Regions from separate parts of the Mus musculus genome. Here regions 1 and 2 are each linked to region 3. A link is a contact called in public HiChIP or PLAC-seq data. All regions are on one chromosome and are shown on one strand. The core of a region is the stretch at or near the end of the contact, and the rest is flanking DNA. Distances in the headings are between cores, read along the strand shown.

Region 1 (2,700 bases), core at 90-2,589, 340 kb after region 3:
AAGCTGGTGGTCTTCTGGGGGCTTCTGTCTGAGCACACAAGAGGGTGAATACACTCTGGCTCTCCGGAATATTTACTACACGAAGGAAAGGGATCACATGGGGCCAGCTTAAATTCTTAGCTAGGGAGGGGCAGGGTCTTTCAAATGCTTACAGTTTTTTAAACGTCCTGTGTCAAAATACAAAATGATAAACCCGCAGTGGTGGTGCACACGCCTTTAATCCTAGCACTTGGGAGGCAGAGTCAGGAGGATTTCTGAGTTTGAGGCCAGCCTGGTCTACAGAGTGAGTTCCAGGAGAGCCAGGGCTACACAGAGAAACCCTGTCTCATAAAACAAACAAAAAAGATTTAAAAAAAAAAAAAAAAGAAAGAAAGAAAAGAAAAGCCCAAACAACAAACCTGAGTGGAGGCACGCCCTCACAGTCCCAGATACTCGGTGGAAAGTTTGAACTTTTTGTCCCAGCCTAATCAATTTTGCTCGTCTCAAAATACAAAGTAAAAGTAAATAAGGCTGGCAATGACTCATTTAGAAGGACTGTGAACTTCCAGGCAGAAGGAGCAGAAATGTCTCCCCCTCACGGGGGTGGGGTGGGGGTGGGGGTGGGGGAGGTGCTGCCGGGTGGTAGCATGCTTATCTAACACTTGGGAGGCCCTGGGCTCCATCCTAAGGAAAGGACAACCAACAACAATCTTAAACTATGCGCATTAAAAGATGTCGGCAACTCCTAAAAGCTGCCTACACGGGTGAGTCACTGTGTCCCGAGTGGGGGGTCTCCCCCTGCCGTGGTCCTGATGGCATTCCACTCCAGTGTCACTCTCCCCCCCCAAAACAAGCCACCTTGCCAGGGAGACTACAGTGCCCCTGGTGTGCCTTAGGGGTAAAATCCACACCAGGCTGCGGCTGGGTCACGAGCGGACGTCCTACCCTAGCGCCTGAAGCCCGGCGTCCCAAGGAGAAGCCGGTGTCGCCACCGTCCGGGACCCTCGCGTGCCTACAGCAGGCCCGGCGTCCCCGCGTCCCGGCGCCGGACTCGAGAGCACCTGCCGCACCCCTCCCAAGTCTCCCCACGAGCGCGTGACCTGCGCCCGGCCCCACCCTCCCGCCGGCCACTCGCGGTCCCCGCTGCCCAGCGGCCGCGACCTGGGCACCGGAGGAAGGGGGGCCTCAGCTCTCCAGGGCCTTGGGCCTGGACCTCGGCGACCCGGTCCTCTGTCACCTCGCCCCGCCCCGTCTTCCCACTGGCGTCACGCACCGACCAGCGGGCCTTCCGCGTCGGTGCGAAGATGGTGAGCTCGGAGCTCTAGGATCCCCCCCCCCCCTCACCAAGCTGCTGCTCCACTGGCCGGGCTTCCCCGGCTTCCGTCTCCCCCTCCAGGCGACAAGCGGTTCAGCAGCTTGCTCCCACCTCGGGCCTGCTTCCTCCTCCAGCGAAGGAAGCGCTACTTAGAATCTAGTCCCTACCAGACAGGCGACTGGATCTGCCCCACCCATGGGGAGGGGCAGAGCTGTACCTCCTCTGGCTTTGTTTGTTTGGTTTTTGGTTTTGTTTTCTTGAGACTAAGTCTATTTATCCAGGAGCTCACTCTGTAGACCAGGCTGGCCTTGAACACACAAGAGATCCACTAGCATCTGCCTCCTGAGGCTGGGATTAAATGCCTGAGCCACCACTCCGTGTCCAACCTCTTTCTGGGTTTCTCTGAGGATTCTGGTCCTAGTGAAAATTAACTCACAAAGCATTTATCAAGTGAAAGTGGAGTTTCAAGGCAGGAGGTCAGCCATCCTAGCTTAACCCATCTATTCTATTTTGGAGTGAGATAATTAACTTTGACAAGCATTGTGCATCTGTTGCGTGCTGGGCTCAACCAAAAAATCAGTAAAGTTCTCGTCAAGGTGACTGCAGAGCCTGGCATGGCCACCTTGGATTGCACTCCCGGGCATGAGGGCTATAGGGCTGAGGGCTCTGCCCCTTAAGCTGGGGGATGCCATGGCCACACTCCTGAAATGCTCAACCCCTCTTTATAGCATGGACTGCAGCCACACTCCTGCCTCTCTAGGGCCAGGCAGGATTGTCCATGAACCAACCCTCCCCTCCAAAAGCCGCAGGGCACACAGAGGCTGGAAACATTTTATTTGGCTATGTAACAGGAGGGATGGAGTGGTGCTAGGGTCAAGGGGGTAGTGTGTGAATTGACGCTCCCACCGATGGGGCTGGGGCATCTTCAAGCCACAGAGGACTTGGCCAGGTCCTTCCACTCAAAACCCTGGTCCATCCTACCCCTCATCTGGCCTCTCATCCGGAGTCTTCTGGGGAGTCCTGCACTCATTGGTAGGATGACAAAGATAGTCTGATCCTGCCTATCTGGTACCAGGCCTGACTTTAAAGCCAAAGCAGAGAGCGTACAGCAGCTGACCACCAGGCTAAGGACTGGCCAGCAGAGCCTTCTATCCTAGATCTGCCTTATGACATCATTAAAGGCAGTCCCCAAGCCTGTCAGATATGTTGTCTGTCCCTGCTCTCCAGGGCCCTTGAGGAGAACAAGGAGAGAGGTCAGGGGTAGAAACAGGTCTAGGCAAGCATGAGAAGTATGGAGACCTGTTGTATCTGCCTATCCTCAGGCACTGCACCCTTAGAGGGGCAGCTTTGCTGGAGAGCTAGAGAGGAGGGTGGCCCAGACATTAGAAACTCCACACACAGGCAGC
Region 2 (2,700 bases), core at 152-2,651, 370 kb before region 3:
TTCTGAACAGAACACCAATGGCTCAGGTTGTAAGACAAACTATTAATAAGTGGGAACCTTTGAAGCTGAAAGGCTTCTGTAAGGCAAATATATTGTAAATAAGACAAAACAACAGATAACAGAATGGGAAAAGACCTTCACCAACCCTACATATGACAGTGGGCTACTATCCAAAATATATAAAGTACCCGAGAAGTCAGCCACCAACAAACCAAATAATCAATTTTAAAAATGTGATACAGAGCTAAACAGAATTCTCAACAGAGGTACAACAGTGCACCCACGAGGAAGACCCAGCTCTGCTGTGCTCATGCCATTGAGATTACGTCACTTGCAAGCCCCATATGCAGGGACAGCTCTACTGTGCTGTGAGATGCAGGGCCTGCTGTCTCAGCTGCTAGGAAGGTGAGGATCACAATCAGCTCTGCTGCTCTCATGACTCCCTTGAAGCCAACTCATCTGCCCCCAGCTAGTATCAAGGGACAGTCTCCTGCCACCTTCTGATCCACCTTCCCTTTATCTGCCCAGTTATCAGCTCTCCTTTATTTTACAAATTTAGGTGGGGAGCTGGTTTACAAGAAATCACCTGAGTCAGACTCATTCCTTGTTCACAAATCACAGGAGAATGGAATTAACATCAAATATAATTAGCTCTGGGGCTATTCATAACATTTCCTCCTTTCTGTCCAATTAAAAGACTATTTTATCTCAGATATAATTGAACATAACTATTATTATTTTGTAATTTATAAAGTACTAGAGACCTAACACCCAGTCCATCATCTTTGTTAATTAAACAGAACCTCTGTCATGTATCTTTACTTAAAAGACTTATAATTCTACATCTGCATATATCTTGGCTTTATATTGAATGCCATCTTAAAACCATCCTCTCAGAACTGTTCCTCTCAAAGAAAAAAACCTGGGTTGGCTAGGAGACTACGCAGTTTTTCAACCCCATCAGAAATCCAAGAATGACTGATATTAACTGAAAATATAAAGAAAGCCTAACACAGCTTCCAAAACTTAGCCAATTTACAGAGATCACGGATCACTTGGACAGTCCCTTACTTCAACATGTTGGAGCACTGGTATTCAGCTTATTGCCCCGGGGTCATCTGACAGACTTAGAGAAACAGAAATATTTTTTAATATTTTTTATTAGATATTTTCCCCATTTTCATTTCCAATGCTATCTCAAAAGTCCCCCATACCCTCCCCCCGAGAAACAGAAATATTAAGGAGTAGCTTACTAAGGGGACCCACTTAGCCAACTCAGGTAGCTTACTAGAAAGCTCACTTGAGGAGTGGATCTGGATTAAGGGGCCGGAGGCGGGTCCTGGGCACTAACGGTTTCGACCCCGCACCCCGCCCTCCGCGCCGCACCCGAGTGGCCCCCAGTCGAGCGGGCCCCCACTTCTCGGCCCGACCCAGACCCTTCTGCGCCTCCCTTGGCCTTTGTCCGGCTCCAGGAGGCCGGCCCCGCGCCCCCTGGCAGCCGCCGGTGCCCGAGCACGCATCAGCCTCCTGGCTACATACGCGAGCTCGGGGAATCTGTGGCCTCCGTGACCCCTCTCCCCAGCCCGCCTTGTTGTGGAGCCCGGCGGGGCGGCGACTGCCAGGGCCGGGTTTGCGGCGCTCAGGAGAGGCCCCGGCTCCGCCCCGGGCCTGCACAGGGGGAGAGCGGAGCGGTCAGCAGCCGGGTCGGGTCGGGGCCCCTCCCGAGAGGAGAGTGAAGCGGCAGCGGCGGCAGAAAAGATGGAAGAACTGCATAGCCTGGACCCACGAAGGCAGGAATTACTAGAGGCCAGGTTCACTGGAGTTGGTGTAAGTAAGGGACCACTCAACAGTGTGTCTTCCAACCAGAGTTTGTGCAGCGTGGGGTCCTTGAGTGATAAAGAAGTAGAGACTCCTGAGAAAAAGCAGAATGACCTGCGAAATCGGAAAAGGAAAGCTGAGCCATATGACACTAGCAAGGGAAAGGCACTTCTAGGGGGACATAAACTTAGTGATTCCTTTGAGTTTGCTGGGGGAAGCGGGCCAGGAACCAGCCCTGGCAGAAGTGTTCCACCAGATGCATGATCCTCACGGCAACATTCCTTATCCAATCCCTTACCGCTTCGAGTAGAACCGCCTCTGTATGGTTTAGATGGCAGTGCAGCAAAGGAGGCCTCAGAAGAGCAGTCTGCTCTGCCCACCCTCATGTCAGTGATGTTAGCAAAACTGCGACTTGACACAGAGCAGTTGGCACCACAGGGAGCTGGCCTCTGCTTCACTTTCATCTCTGCTCAACAAAACAGTCCTTCTTCTATGGGTTCCAGTGTTTGAAAGTGACCTGTGATTGTGGAAGCTGCAATGAGGATACTGTCTTTTTGTTGTTGTTTTGTTGTTCTTTGTTTGTTTGTTTGGTTTTTTTTTGTTTGTTTGTTTCTTTGGGTTTTTTTTGTTTTTTTGAGACAGGGTTTCTCTGTATAGCCCTGGCTGTCCTGGAATTCACTTTGTAGACCAGGCTGGCCTTGGACTCATAAATTCCCCTGCCTCTGCCTCCCAAGTGCTGGGATTGAAGGCGTGGGCCACCATTCCCAGCGGTGATAATGTCTTTTCTCCATCACATGTTTATTAGTGCGTGAAGTGTTCAGAGGATTGGCACACCATCACAGAGCATAGATTACTATTGCATCCATACACCTTTGACATCTC
Region 3 (2,700 bases), core at 170-2,669:
TAAAAATTGAAACATAAAAACAAAAAGTAAGCCTTTAGGGTCAGGCTTAAAAATAAGATCCTTGTGACTCAATGCCCCCAAGGTATGCTAATCATAAAGCAGATAGCAACATTCCTCCATCCACCCACTTATAAGCTGTGCTTTCAAAGAAAGTCACCTTGACCCACCCCGACAACTCCAGGAACTCACTATGCAAATGTGCTAATGTTATTGAGACTCATACACAGCTGTCTTGACTTTCCACTTTCAACTGGTATTTTTGGTATTTTCCAACAACGCCCTCCCCACCCCCTTGACTTGTGGTTCCTTCCTTTAAATACCCCCTTACCCAGCTACTCTGCATACCACAGTCCTCTAGCATTGCATGGTTTATGACTGTGGGCCTGAGAGCTCTCTTGAAATAAAAGTCCTCTTGCAATTTGCATCAAAACCGTTTCTCCAGTAATTTGGGGTGTTGCCTCTCCTGAGTCAGAACGTGGGAGAGTCCTCACCTTTTGGGTCTTTCAACAGTACTTTATAACGAATATTTTCGAATTCAATCAAATCTGCACTGATCCCCATATGACAAATACCTACAAAGCTCTCTAGGGATGCCTATCCAGTTCCCTGGAGAAAGGGAAACGAAATGGCAAATGGAGGAACAAGGGAGTTAAGAAAGCATGAATGAATTTGAATTTGAGGAGCTTTATTATGGCTTTTGCAAAGACAACCATCCCAATACACAAACTCCAGAGACGGCCAAGGATCTACGGGGTTATTTAAAAAAAAAAAAATCTGGCACCCATAAAATTAATTAAAACATCACCATGAACCCAATTCACAGGATCTCAAACTTCCTGATAATGGTAAGATACCACAACAGAATTGGGAGAGTGGCGGCAGAAAATGCACCCCTGCTCCACATGCCTGCCTTGCTCCTGCCCATTTCCCAGTCCAACAGCTCCTCTGACTTGGAAGGTGACAGGACCAGCTGCTCAATGTCCTAGGAGGCCAGCACAGCAATTGCAGCTTAAAGAAGTTTTCAGGTTCCGCAAACACTGAATTGTGAGAGGGGCGGCAGAAAATGCACCCCTGCTCCACGCCCCTGCCCAGCTCCTGCCCGTTCCCCAGTCCAACAGCTCCTCTGACTTGGAAGGTGACAGGACCAGCTGCTCAATGTCCTAGGAGGGGCAACTGCAGCTTAAGGGAGTTTTCAGGTTCCGCAAACACTGAATTGTGAGAATGGCGGCAGAAAATGCACCCCTGCTCCACACGCCTGCCCAGTTCCTGCCTGTTCCCCAGTCCAACAGCTCCTCTGACCTGGAAGGTGACAGGACCAGCTGCTCAATGTCCTAGGAGGCCAGCACAACAACTGCTGCTTAAGAAAGTTTTCAGGTTCCGCAAATACTAGGCGCTAGTCTCCCTCCATAACTTCCTGATCACGAGGCAGCTGAGATGCAAGAAGAAAGATGAAACCGCGGAACTTCCCTTCATGCTGCCTAGCCCCGCCTTCTGGACCCGCCCAATATTCAGCAGCTTCCTGCAATTCTTCTAAGCCTACCTACTTCGGGACCTTTTAATTAATTAGCTTCCCAATTCTTCACAGCAATGTTTGGTGTTTTGAATTTTTGCTTGCTTGCTTGCTTGCTCGTTCCTTTGCTTTTAATTTGTCTTTTTCTTAAACTCATCTAATCAGGCTGGAGGCCCACCCTCCCCAGCAGGAACCACTCCTCCAACTCTGTTGCAGGCTGCCTTCCACAAAACTTCCCAGGACCTACTCTACACAGCTTCCTCAAAAGGTTGCTGCCAGACTAGACCAGAACTGGATGTAGTAGGACACTGCACCTGGGTTCTGAACCCTTCAGATACAACGCATATTAACTTCTCATATTGTGAGTCTTTTCCTCTGGGCTATAAATGCACACAATTAAGCAGTCCCTTTGAATTCTGATGCTCAGAACAGATACCCAAAACAAACAATAACTTAGATAAAATGTCCTTGGCTCAAACCGCAAACCATATAGGTATCCTATAAGGAGCACAATTTATTTGATATCGAAGACAAAGAATAGAAAACCCACAATCATGATCAAGGACATTAAAGTTTGTAAACCATGTAAATCCACTCACTCAGAGAGAAACGAAATAAATCATGGGCAAGAAAATAATACCAGATTCCTGAAGGAAATGACAATATAAAATATTAAAATTGACTTCAATAAGTGCTTAGAAATGCCAAAAAAAAATCCTGAAAAGAAAATGCAGTAAGGCAAATAAAAATAATACATAGAGAACCTGTGGGAGACAGATTATCAGACTTAAAGAAAAGGTAGAGGAGGTGGATGCCTCAATCAAAGAAAATGATGAATTAAAATGATGTTAGGTCAAGGCACAATATTATTTACTTCTTGAAGGGTGAGACAATAAAGAGAAACTCCTTTGGAAAACTGTCTTGATCTTTGTCAAAAAAAAAAAAGTAAGGAAAGGAAGTAAGGAAGTAAGAAGGAAAGAAAGAAAGAAAGAAAGAAAGAAAGAAAGAAAGAAAGAAAGAAAGAAAGAAAAGAAAGAAAGAAAGGATGAAAGAAAGAAAACTTGAACAAAATTACAATACATACTGCACTGTTTGTTGATAAATGGTTTCCTGATTGTTCCCTGTAACACTCTATGACACCCATGCATATCAGTATAAGCTGGGGAAAGGAGACTCGAGATTTACCCAAG

What was found. HiChIP or PLAC-seq counts read pairs in DNA pulled down with a chosen protein or histone mark.
Region 1: a contact with region 3 is called in an H3K27ac HiChIP or PLAC-seq map of regulatory T cells, with 6 times the contacts expected there. The contact joins the promoter of Fbxo6 here to the promoter of Zfp984 in region 3. A contact is called at or near these places in 3 of 115 datasets of contacts at active chromatin or transcription factors (effector CD8 T cells, memory CD8 T cells and regulatory T cells).
Region 2: an H3K27ac HiChIP or PLAC-seq map of embryonic stem cells shows a contact between it and region 3, with 29 times the contacts expected there. The contact joins the promoter of Zfp982 here to the promoter of Zfp984 in region 3. A contact is called at or near these places in 2 of 39 promoter capture datasets (embryonic stem cells and erythroid cells), 4 of 484 Hi-C or Micro-C datasets (the G1E-ER4 cell line, embryonic stem cells and liver), 7 of 115 datasets of contacts at active chromatin or transcription factors (double positive thymocytes, embryonic stem cells and stem cell-derived neural progenitor cells) and 3 of 9 other capture datasets (adipose tissue, embryonic stem cells and liver).

The regions. Positions count from the first base shown.
Region 1 is chr4:148,150,690-148,153,389 of GRCm38.p6, forward strand. Fbxo6 (F-box protein 6) reads right to left here and starts at 1,340. Exons shown (of 6, transcript NM_001163706.1): 1 at 1,253-1,340. It overlaps Fbxo44 (F-box protein 44), which reads right to left. Exons shown (of 6, transcript NM_173401.5): 6 at 2,110-2,700.
Region 2 is chr4:147,441,713-147,444,412 of GRCm38.p6, forward strand. It overlaps Zfp982 (zinc finger protein 982), which reads left to right and starts at 1,402. Exons shown (of 5, transcript NM_001371348.1): 1 at 1,402-1,827. It also overlaps the pseudogene Gm13161 and the pseudogene Vmn2r-ps19.
Region 3 is chr4:147,808,369-147,811,068 of GRCm38.p6, forward strand. Zfp984 (zinc finger protein 984) reads right to left here and starts at 1,420. Exons shown (of 6, transcript NM_001127189.3): 1 at 1,300-1,420.